2 separate regions of the Sus scrofa genome follow, and region 1 is linked to region 2. A link is a contact called in public HiChIP or PLAC-seq data. All regions are on one chromosome and are shown on one strand. The core of a region is the stretch at or near the end of the contact, and the rest is flanking DNA. Distances in the headings are between cores, read along the strand shown.

Region 1 (5,306 bases), core at 1,781-4,280, 1.7 Mb before region 2:
GATTTGGAGGTAATCTCAGTGGAACCGCACAGAAGAACAGGCCTGGTCATCTTCTGACCCCGACTGTGCCCCAACCAAGTAGCTGGGGACCGCCTCTGGCAACTGGAGGAGGAAAAATACAGCCGACAGTGAATGAGCGGAAAAAAAAATTTTTAAAGGACAGGAATTTCCTCTGATGGAGCCTACAGCCAGAACAGGGTGTGGCACCAGGGACTATGAGGGAGGTGGATTCCCACATGCAAGAGAAAAAAAAGAGCATTTCATTTCTAGTCTCACAAATCTGGAAGGCAGGCTAAGTCATGATAACTTTAAACCACACCTTCCCTAAAGCAGGTTAAATATGATGCTCAGGTCTGTGGGACAGCTGGATTAAAGGGAAAATGAGTCCCAACCAAATCTGGAAACCAATATTAAGTGGGGAAAGGGCCAAGTTCACAATTCACTGACTGTCTATGCATCTCACTCATTTTTGTCTCTAATATTTTTCTCCCCACTAGATTTAAAGTCTAAAGAGCAGAGATTTTCTTTGTTTTTGTTCTATTTTGGTCACTGGTGTATCCCCAGTGCTTCTACCTGTGAATACAACATGGTATAATAAACATTATTGAATGAACAGATGTTTGAAGCAGCTCAGGAGAGCCTGAGACTTTTCTGTGACACACCCACCTTCAGTTAGTGAGAAACACTTCAGCAGGCCCACACAAGCAAAGATCAAGACCAGATTCCAGGCCCAACAGTGCAGGAAGAGCCTACAGCCCTCAAAATCAATAGCAATTACAGACAGATACCTACCTTGCCAGGAAAACTACTTAAATTAGAAATTAGTCAGGAAACTAATGGCCACGACCGCCCAGGACGTTAATCGATACAGTACTTTAATAGCTCAAAGACACGGATGTTAAATATTGAGACTCTAGTCCAAAACCAAGCTCCTGATCAAAACCAGTAAGGCAGCAGTATTTCCTGTGCATTTACAGCAGGCAAGCCATTTGGCACTGAAGGAAATCACAAAATCCAGGTGGTCCCCAAATCATAAACCTTCAACTAAAAAAATTTACACTGATGGTCACACCCTTCCACTGTAGATGCACTGTAAACTTCTGGAGAAAGCCTTGATGAAGCTTTGAGGTAAAAGATGGAGCTAGAAGAGAAGAGAGTGCTTTGCGAGATGGTCTTAACACCACTGACCACAAAGGACCCTCAAATGGACCTCATCTAAAATCTCCCTTCACATTGTCTATTATGTGGCTCCTTAATTCCATAGCCTCAAATCCTATAAATTACAGATGTTTATGTTTAAAAAGTTTTGTTTTTTTTTAAATAATACAACTCCCCTAGGATGCTGGGCATTTTAGGACCACCAGCCATTCCTAGTATTGAATATTAATGAATATGGATTCAATCTGCTAGTCTCTAGCTAGATATACAAGGAGGGGAATGCAGAACTGGATAAGCAGGGATGGGCTTTTGCCATTTGGCAGGGGCGTGGGTCTTCAAAGAATCAGGAGGAAGAGAGACAAAAGTGGGGAGGGTGACAAAGATATAATTTTACAATTAAAATAATTTAATAAGGGTCAAGCTTAAAATGAAGAAAAAGTTCCAGTGAAATGTTTCAGTGATTTATTCTTTTTATCTCCATATCCTCCCTAACCTACCCTTTCACTTTCCCTTCGCTCCCCAACAGCCCACCTCCCAAATTCCACATATATTATCAGTATTTTTGATTCAGTGCACACAGGGTCTCTGGGCTAGTCTGACAAATTAAGCGCCTTCCATAACATTGCTTCAGTGGGAAAGTGAAATCGGCATCCCAAATAACCAAGTTCCAGACAAGCACAGTTAGGCACACTTTTGGATAGAACCCACTAGTAGAGTTCTCTGAGTGTCGGGGAACAGAATCCTGGACTCCAGAACACTATGGTTCTTGGTAAAGACCCAATACGTACCCATGAGGTTACTGCTCTTCTGTACACAGATGGAGAATACCTTTAAATAACTTTAAAATGGCAAATCTTAACACAAAAATAAGGACACTTTGTGTTGTATGGCACCTAATGTTTTCAGTGTGCTTTACATATTTATTTTTGAATGAACGTGTTTTTTGAAATCTTCATGACAACCCTATGAGGAAGGTAGGAATTGGCGTCCTCACAGAACTCCCAAGCAGCGGCCTGAGGGGCCACGCCCTTTTCTGTACCTTCCGTCCCTGACTCACTGCTGCATCAGTGCAAGTCAGTCAGTGACAACCCTCCCCACAGAACCCCGGGGTTGGGGGACACTTCCTTCCCGATGCAAAAGTGGTCAACCAAGTAGGGAAGGATACACGGAAATCAGAAGTTGCTCTTACAAGATAATCTAGACAAAGGAGAATGAGGTTTCTTCATTCTGTTTTGTTTGACTGGAGCAGGGGGCCGCTGCTAACAGCTCCCACCCCTTATCCTCCCCTCACTGCTTCCCTTCTACTAGTCGGCACAAGTTCCATAAATGCGCCTCTGTTTCAAGTAAAGTAACTTGGAACAGGTGGGGATTTCTTTCTAGAGGGTCGTGTAACGCGTGGAGGGTGCCGTAAGTCTGCTCTCCACCAGACCCGGGGCTCCAGGGCGGCCACACCCTGCCCCCCGCCGCGTCTGGCCCGTCTGGAATGCGGGGCCTCCCCCCGCCCCCCGCCCCCCGCTCCTCTCTCGGCGCCACTTCTCCGGGCTTCCTGCGAGCACTTCGGGGATGGGATGCCCAACCCCCTTCTTCTGCCCTGCACTCCCCAGGCTGGGGCGCACCTGGCCCCCCCTCACTCCAGTCCAGATCCCCACTATGCCCCCTCCCCAGAGAGCCCCTGGTGCGGACGGACTCTCCAGCCCTCTCCCCAGACAGCCTCGGGGTCCCCACCACTGGAGCTTCTCTTTGCAAGGCCGTCTCCTTCCCCGCCTCTCTGCGCCCCGCTAGCGCGGTGGCCCCAGGGCCATAGCGGGCGGACGAGGCGCCCCGCTTACCTGGGCCAGGCGCCGAGCGCTGCGAGCGTCCCCAGATGCAGAGCGGAGCTGCCTGACCTGGGTGGGGCTTTTATAGCCACCACATCCTCCCCGCCGAGGCCCGCCTCGCCCCGCCCCGCCCCGCCTTCCCCTGCCCTGGCCCATTCGCACCCGGAGTCGGGAGTCGGGGTGACTCACCCTACCCAGCCCGCCCGCCGCCGCCCGCAGGGTCCGCCTCGCCCTGTAACGTTCCCCGGGCCGCGCCAGTGGGAGCGGCCCCGCGCCCACGGCGCTGCCCTCCGGTAAAGCGCCGCCGAGGCTTCCTTGAGGCCCAGTACCGGCTTCGTTTCTTCCTCCCTTCCTCTTTTACTTCTGGAGCGCCACGTCGAGTTCTCAGCCCCGGCTCAATTTATAAATTGGCAAGACTTGAGCCGACTCTGAGCTTGGCTATGTCACTTTTTTTTAAGGCGTCAATGCAATGGAAGGAAGAATTGTGCCAAGAAACATAAATCGTGATTCCCCCGAGCTGAGCCGTTGGCATTCAGCTCCCGGTTACCGACAGCACACATATTAGCTTAACCTCTGACCGACAGTTCCTGGGAGGAGCGCGCGGAGGCGCGGCGGGTGGGGGTGGGGGGGGACGGTCCACACGGTCCCGGCGGGCAAACGATTGGTCCGCCCCCGCCTCCGAGCGCGCTGCGAGGCGTGGAACTACGGTGGGAGCTGGGTGGCGCGTTAGGGGGCCCAGACCCGGAGCCAAGTTCTTACCCACCACCCCCCCGCCCCGCCGGGGAGGCGCCCTTTGCCTGAGCGCGCCCTTCGTTTCCCTCCACGCTTCCCGGGACCGTTCAGCCTCCCGTGTGGAGCAGCTCTGCTCTGCGAGTCCTCGTGGCAGGCAGCCTTGGACTGGGTGGGGCCGATGGTTTAGAACCTCGAGTTCCAACAAAGAAGTTTCCTCCCTTCCTTCTTTCCGAACTGCCATTTTTTTGTTTGGTTTGATTTTGTTTCCCTCTCAGCCTCTCAGTAAGCTCCCTGGTTTTGTTCAGTTTCTCATTTTCTTCCATGCTCTTTCCACGAACTGCAGCGGCAACATGCAGACAAACATGGTTTTGTGTATGACTGCGTAAACACTGTATTCAAACCTCAAACTAGAGGGAAAGTTATGCTAAGAATCCAAAAGATCGCCCTTGGCTCCTTTTAATTCCTTTCATACACCTCACGTAGCTCTCTGCTGGTCTTGATGCTTCTGTGTTTTAATTTTCCACCTATGTTACCGTCCATTTTTACTCTTCAGTATCATTTCACTCCTGGGAATCAGAAAATGGTAAGGCCAAGACATCGTTCCCAAGCTCAAAGTCAAATCCAGACCATAAACGGGGCCTCTGGACACTCAACTCAGAGCTCACCCAACCCATTTCTTTCACTCAGAATGAAACACGATTGGCACTGTCAGAAGGACAAATAGAAAAGAAAGCAACTCTGTTCATACAATTTCTGATTTACATTCAGAGCTATTCAATTTAGACTGAAAACTTTTAAGCCAGAAATTGTGTTTTTCTGCCTACTCCCTGAACGTTTTGGAACAGAAGGCGAACACAGGATGATAATAATGGTGGACAAGATTCTGACTCTCTTTCTCTTCTCAGGGCTGATTGCACAGCCTCTGACTCCTAGTTGTGCTGTTATAGGCCCTCTACAGAAGATAAGATTTAATTCAAATCCTGTGGACTACCTAAAAGCCAAGTATCCAAAAGAATGCTTTTGCTTATCTAGGGCATCCAGCAAATCCAAACATACAGATCTGTTCAATAGTCAGAGTTTGCTTTATGCTACAGAATGTCACACTGTTGTTATCAGAAAAATGAAGCTGTTAGAAGTCACAGTTTGCTATTTATGAGCAATGTGGGGCCAGTTCTGCCTCTATAAAAGAAGTTTTGAATGGCTGAGTGCAAAGATCCTTTTTCCTTTCTTGTTTTTCCCCCCATGGCTGGGAGAATGTTTACTACAACAGATCTCAGATTATGTCTGCTATAGTGCATGGTCTCCTCTAAAGCCTTAACTTTATTTTGTTCACACTTTATCTGCTGCACTCACTACTAATAGTGCCTAGCTAGCAGGCATAGGCACTTACTAAAAACTACAGAATAACAGAATGGAATTATTCACCCAAAAATAGCATGTTAGAGTAGAGAGGGACCTTAAGACACTAACTTGGAGTTCCCTGGTGGCTCAGCAGGTTAAAGACCCAGCATTGTCACTGTTGTGGCTCGGGTCACTGCTGTGGCATGGGTTTGATCCCTGGCCTGGAACTTCCACATGCTGAAAGAGTGGCTAAATAAA
Region 2 (5,332 bases), core at 460-2,959:
AGGGATTGAACCTGAGTCCTCATGGATGCTAGTCAGATTAGTTTCCTGTGAGCCATGATGGGAACTCCTCATCATATTTCCTAAATTATCTCTATGTCTCATCTGAACCATGCAGTCACCCTCTAACTGGCCTCCTGGACTCCAGCTTTTTCCTTTTCCATCCATCTGCTCACTGTCAATGTAGCTAATTTCCCAAAGCACAGGTTACTGTTCTGCTCACAAAGACCTAATACCTTTCTGGTGTAAAGAAAGCCCTCTTCAACTCATCCCAACAACCCCTCTCCTCTTGTTCATGCACAGCAACTACGCACTGAGGAGAAGGCAAAAAATTAATATGTTCTGGTTGGGATAGGCATGTTCCCCAAAAATTTTACAAGGACGTATGAATAATAGTGCAAGATGATACAAAAGATGCCCCAGGCAGAATAATCTGCTGGGAGAAGTGGACAATACTACTCCCTGTGTAATACTAACTTCTCGTACTTTCATAGTACTTTATACTTTTGAAAGGATAATGCATATGCCTGACTTTATAAACATTATTCCATTTTATTAATACTTCTTCAGTTATACCTCATGAGCTAGTATGCCAAGGTATGCATTTTCAAGTAATCTTCACAAAAGATCTGTGAGACAAGTAATGCAGGTGGTAGTATTGTCCTCATAGAAAAATTAAAGTCAGTGGTTTACATAAAATTACACAGCAGGTATTTATTTCCTTCAGCTCCCTGAGGACTGCCACCCTCTTCTCATTCAACAAGTACAGTTAAATCACCACTAGGCTACTTGTAATTTTCAGAGAACTTAGTTTGAAAGGATAATGGAATAGAAAATCTTAGGGTGGAAAAATTCAGCTCAAAATTGTCAGTACAGGGAGTTGCCTTTGTGGTGCAGCAGAGACAAATCTGACTAGTATCCATGAGGATGCAGGTTCAATCCCTGGCCGTGCTCAGTGGGTTGGGGATCTGGTGTTGCCGTGAGCTGTGGTGAAGTTTGCAGATATGGCTCAGATCTGGCATTGCTGTTGCTGTGGTGTAGGCCAGCATCTGTAGCTCCAATTCCACCCCTAGCCTGGGAACCTCCATATGCCATGGGTGCAGCCCTAAAAAGCAAAAAAAAAAAAAAAAAAAAAAAAAAAAAAAAAGGTCGGTATAAGTAATGCTATTACCAGATAGGACTAAAAGCTTTTAAGTTTCCAGAGTTCCCATTGTGCCACAGTGGTTAACAAATCTGACTAGGAACCATGAGGTTGCGGGTTCGATCCCTAGCCTTGCTCAGTGGGTTAAGGATCTGGCATTGCAATGAGCTGTGGTGTGGGTCGAAGATGCAGCTTGGATCCCACGTTGCTGTGGTTCTGGTGTAGGCCAGTGCTACAGCTCCGATTAGACCAGTAGCCTGGGAACCTCCATATACCACGGGAGCGGCTCAAGAAAAGGCAAAAAAGACAATAAATAAATAAATAATAAAATAAAAGCTTTTAACTTTTAATATTTTACTTTCAATTGATTAATTAATTTATTTATTTTTGCTTTTTTTTTTTTTAGGGCCATACTCGTGGCATATGGAGGTTCCCAGGCTAGGGGTTGAATCAGACTACACCACAGCCACAACAAGGCAGAATCCAGGCCACGTATGTGACCTACATTAACAGTTCATGGCAACACTGGATCCTTAACTCACTGAGCAAGGCCAGGGATTGAACCCAAAACCTCATGGTTCCTAATCGGATTTGTTTCTGCTCGCCACAACGGGAACTCCAATATTTTACTTTTTAAGTATGTTTTGAGAGACTGGTTTTTAGGTGCAAATGTCCCAAGTCTGCCATACTTCTTGCAAAAGTCAGAAATTTATAGTCCTAATCCAAAACAAACCATAACTAATGTGAAGAAACACCGCTGGCACTCTAATGCACAGCACTGAACCAAAAGGAATTTGGATACAGAGGGTAACTAAAGAAAATGAGCATTCTAGTAATTATAGCTCTTACATCCATTCTGGCTTCAGAAAAATGAGCAGGATAACAAAGGCAATGGCAAAGCTAAACTGCAATGAGGAAATGAGCAGTAAAAACAAAGTGCAAAATATTGTTTCTATTAAAAATGAAAGTCAGAATTAGGGACACTTGTTAAAAATTAACAACTCTTGCTTAAAAATTGAAAAAGAAGAAGCTCTAACATCACATTGTCTTACACCCACACTCCCTTTCCCAACCCTCGAGTTTGTTGGGAAAAGCAAAAGGGGGTTGGGGAAAAAAGGAACTAGAGGAGAAAGCTGGAGAATAAGCATGACACCATGGATTTTCAGAAAGTTTAGGTAGGATGTTTAACTGGGAGAAAGTATGTAAGTGGACTGCAGAATGTCAGAGACAGAGGAAATCAAATCTCGTCTGGTTTATCCAACCCCCTCCTTTGACAGATGGAGACACTTGGAAAATTAAGGGACTTGCCAAAGTCCCACAACAAGTTAGTGACTATCAGAGCTAAAACCCAAGTGTCTCAACTCCAAGTTCTTTCCACTACTCCACACTCTAGTTCTGTTGAATGAGATGGACAAGGCAGAACACCAATATTTTATGTGGTTATAAATTCTCTTCTTCTTGCTTTTCTTGACACCCAATTCTTCTATATTATTTTTCAGGTCTGCTTTGAATTATTTCCTTCTACTCCAAAGGCACCTGTGACCTGGATGATGTGCGATCTATTTATGCTTACTTCGCAGAATTGTTTTCCAGCTCCATCACTGGATGTTCCCAGAGCCATGAGCTCGGAATGATCACGGTCTTCCTCTGGGTAGATTTGGGTGTTCCAGGCACAGGGCCTCATCCTGTTACACCATCCTCCCAGTTATCACATGGCTCATGCTTCCGAGGTAAGTAAAACATAAGGCTTAATGTGGTCACAGAGGACCAGCCATGCGAGGACACATCCCTGCTGTTTTCAAGAATAAAGGAAATGCTTCCAGAGTGTTATTGAAGAAAGTAAATTATTAATAAAAACAAAGCAAATCTGCTTGGCTTGGCCAGAAGGAGAAATGTTTTTCTAAAGGAATCCATGTATGAATCACCTAATCCCTAGTCAAGCAGACGTGTATAATAGTAACAGCCAAATAACAGCCAGCATTTACTGTGTGCCAAGCATTTCGTGCATTTTTAATGCTCACAATAATCTTGCGTGGTAGGAATTATAATCCCCATTGTACAGCTTGGGCTCAAAGAGGTTAATTAACTTGCCCACAGCTCCATTGTTAAAAAGTTGCATAACAGATATGAACCTAGGACAGACTGACTCCAAAATCTCTATTTCCTTACCTTTAAATCATCTCTCCCTTCACAACACAGCTTTGTTTAACAATTTCTCAGACCACTTCTCAGATTGTGAGCTTCACCATTTTAACCAGGAGCTCTCTAGGCTCTTATTTGCAGAGCTAACGTCTTATCTCCTAAGAGATAAGAGATAAGCTGAGTCAAAACACATTTTAAGTATGTAATTTGGTAAACATTCTCCCATAGATTTAGCCCATGCCCAAGAATTTTGGCCAGGAGCAGAGCTGCTATAAAAACATAGAAGTCGCTAGTCAAAGGTATGCCAACCCCAGGACCCAGCAACCCTGCCCCCAGACTAAATATATAGTGTTCAATAGTCTTTGCTCATTCCTGCCTCAGTCAGATGGAGTTCAAATAGTTTATCCTCATTATTTCATTCCTCTTCTAACAAATGTACATAGCTGATATGATCTTGTACAGCCTGGATCTACCTGCCTAGTGTAGTGCCTGGAACCCAGGAGGCATTCAGTAAATATTGCTCTGAATGAATAAGTGAACTAATGAACATTTTCTCTCTACTGTAATAACAGTAAATACCTGACAGTGTATATAAAAGACTCTATGCTAACCTTTTTGTATACATTATCACATTATATCCTCACACAAGCTTATTGGTAAGTACTATTATTGTCAGAAGGGGCAAGGGAGCTCTCCTGGTTCTCTTTTATAAGATCACTAATCTTATTACCTCCCAAAAAGCCCACCTCCTAATTTTACATTTTGATACTGTGGCTTAGAAAGTGTAAGTAACTTGCTTAAGGTCACAGAGGGAGCAGCCATTCTAAAATGGGAACCACTTATTTCAGACCCAATTTTCTTAACCACTACATTCTACTACCTTCCTCTATTATTATTACTAATATTAATATTGTTGTTAGGGGACCATTGACTGAAACCACCCACCTTGGCCAGGCATGCATGATATAATAGCTGCTTGCATGAGTTGTCTCACAATAGGTGGCCCCGATAAGGAACCCCCCAGAACTAATGGGGAGGATTTGAGAGGAACCAGTGGGGGGCGGCAATAGAAAGGAGGAGATGACTCATCTCCCAGAATCCTTGGCGCTGGCATCCATCTTGGCTCAGAGGTGTACTCACCACAAGGAAGGACACTCAGTCAGATCAAGTATGGGCTGAGCAAGACAAATGGCCAGAGACAACCCAGGAACTAACGCCATTCCCATAACACCTGAGTCTGGAAGCCATGTGACAGAGCAGTTCTGGATTCCCTTACCCTGCTGCTCTCCACCCAGATGCCCCTTCGCAGTAAAGTCTTTTGCTTTGTCAGTACATGTGTCTCCTAGGGTAATTTATTTCTGAGTGTTAGACAAGAGCCCTGGAAGGGGTCCCTCTTCTTGCAACATTAATATTAATAATAATCACTGCTTCTACATATTTAGCACTTACCATATCCCAAGCACTGTCCTAAATATTTTACATTATTAGAGTTTTTAAATCCCCAAAATAACTCATTTATGACCATTAGTATATATTTTTCTTTCATTTCCCATCATTATGTGAACTTGGAATAATCATAATTTGTAGGCTTTATGCGACAGTTCTAGAGACCATACATAAATCATCCAGTACAGTGCCTGGGTATGTATATATTTTGGCAACAAAATGCACATGCCCTATCCTGAAATCATCTTTGCACAAATTCAATTTGATTTACTGAACACTGGACAATAAAAAAAAATCAGTGCTCATAATTTAAGAAGTGGGTTGTTATTTTTTTAAATTGAGGTATAAGATACATACAATCTTTTTTTTTTTTTTTTTTCGTTTCGGCCACTTCCACAGCATATAGAAGTTTTCAGGCCAGGGACTGAATCCCAGCCACAGCTGTGCTGCTGGACAGGGATCAAACCCAACCAGCTACAAACACTGGATCATTAACTCACTGGCCACAGTGGGAACTCCTAATATCTAATCTTAATTGTATGCTAGATAATATTTTTACATATGGATACACCCCTGTAACCCCACCCAGAACAAGACATTTCCAGC

What was found. HiChIP or PLAC-seq counts read pairs in DNA pulled down with a chosen protein or histone mark.
Region 1: a contact with region 2 is called in an H3K27ac HiChIP or PLAC-seq map of alveolar macrophages. The contact joins the promoter of ANXA2 here to the promoter of LOC100152206 in region 2. A contact is called at or near these places in 1 of 5 promoter capture datasets (liver) and 1 of 2 datasets of contacts at active chromatin or transcription factors (alveolar macrophages).

The regions. Positions count from the first base shown.
Region 1 is chr1:111,586,948-111,592,253 of Sscrofa11.1, reverse strand. ANXA2 (annexin A2) reads right to left here and starts at 3,030. Exons shown (of 13, transcript NM_001005726.1): 1 at 2,988-3,030.
Region 2 is chr1:109,924,137-109,929,468 of Sscrofa11.1, reverse strand. It overlaps LOC100152206 (C2 calcium-dependent domain-containing protein 4A), which reads left to right and starts at 1,709. Exons shown (of 4, transcript XM_013992909.2): 1 at 1,709-2,868.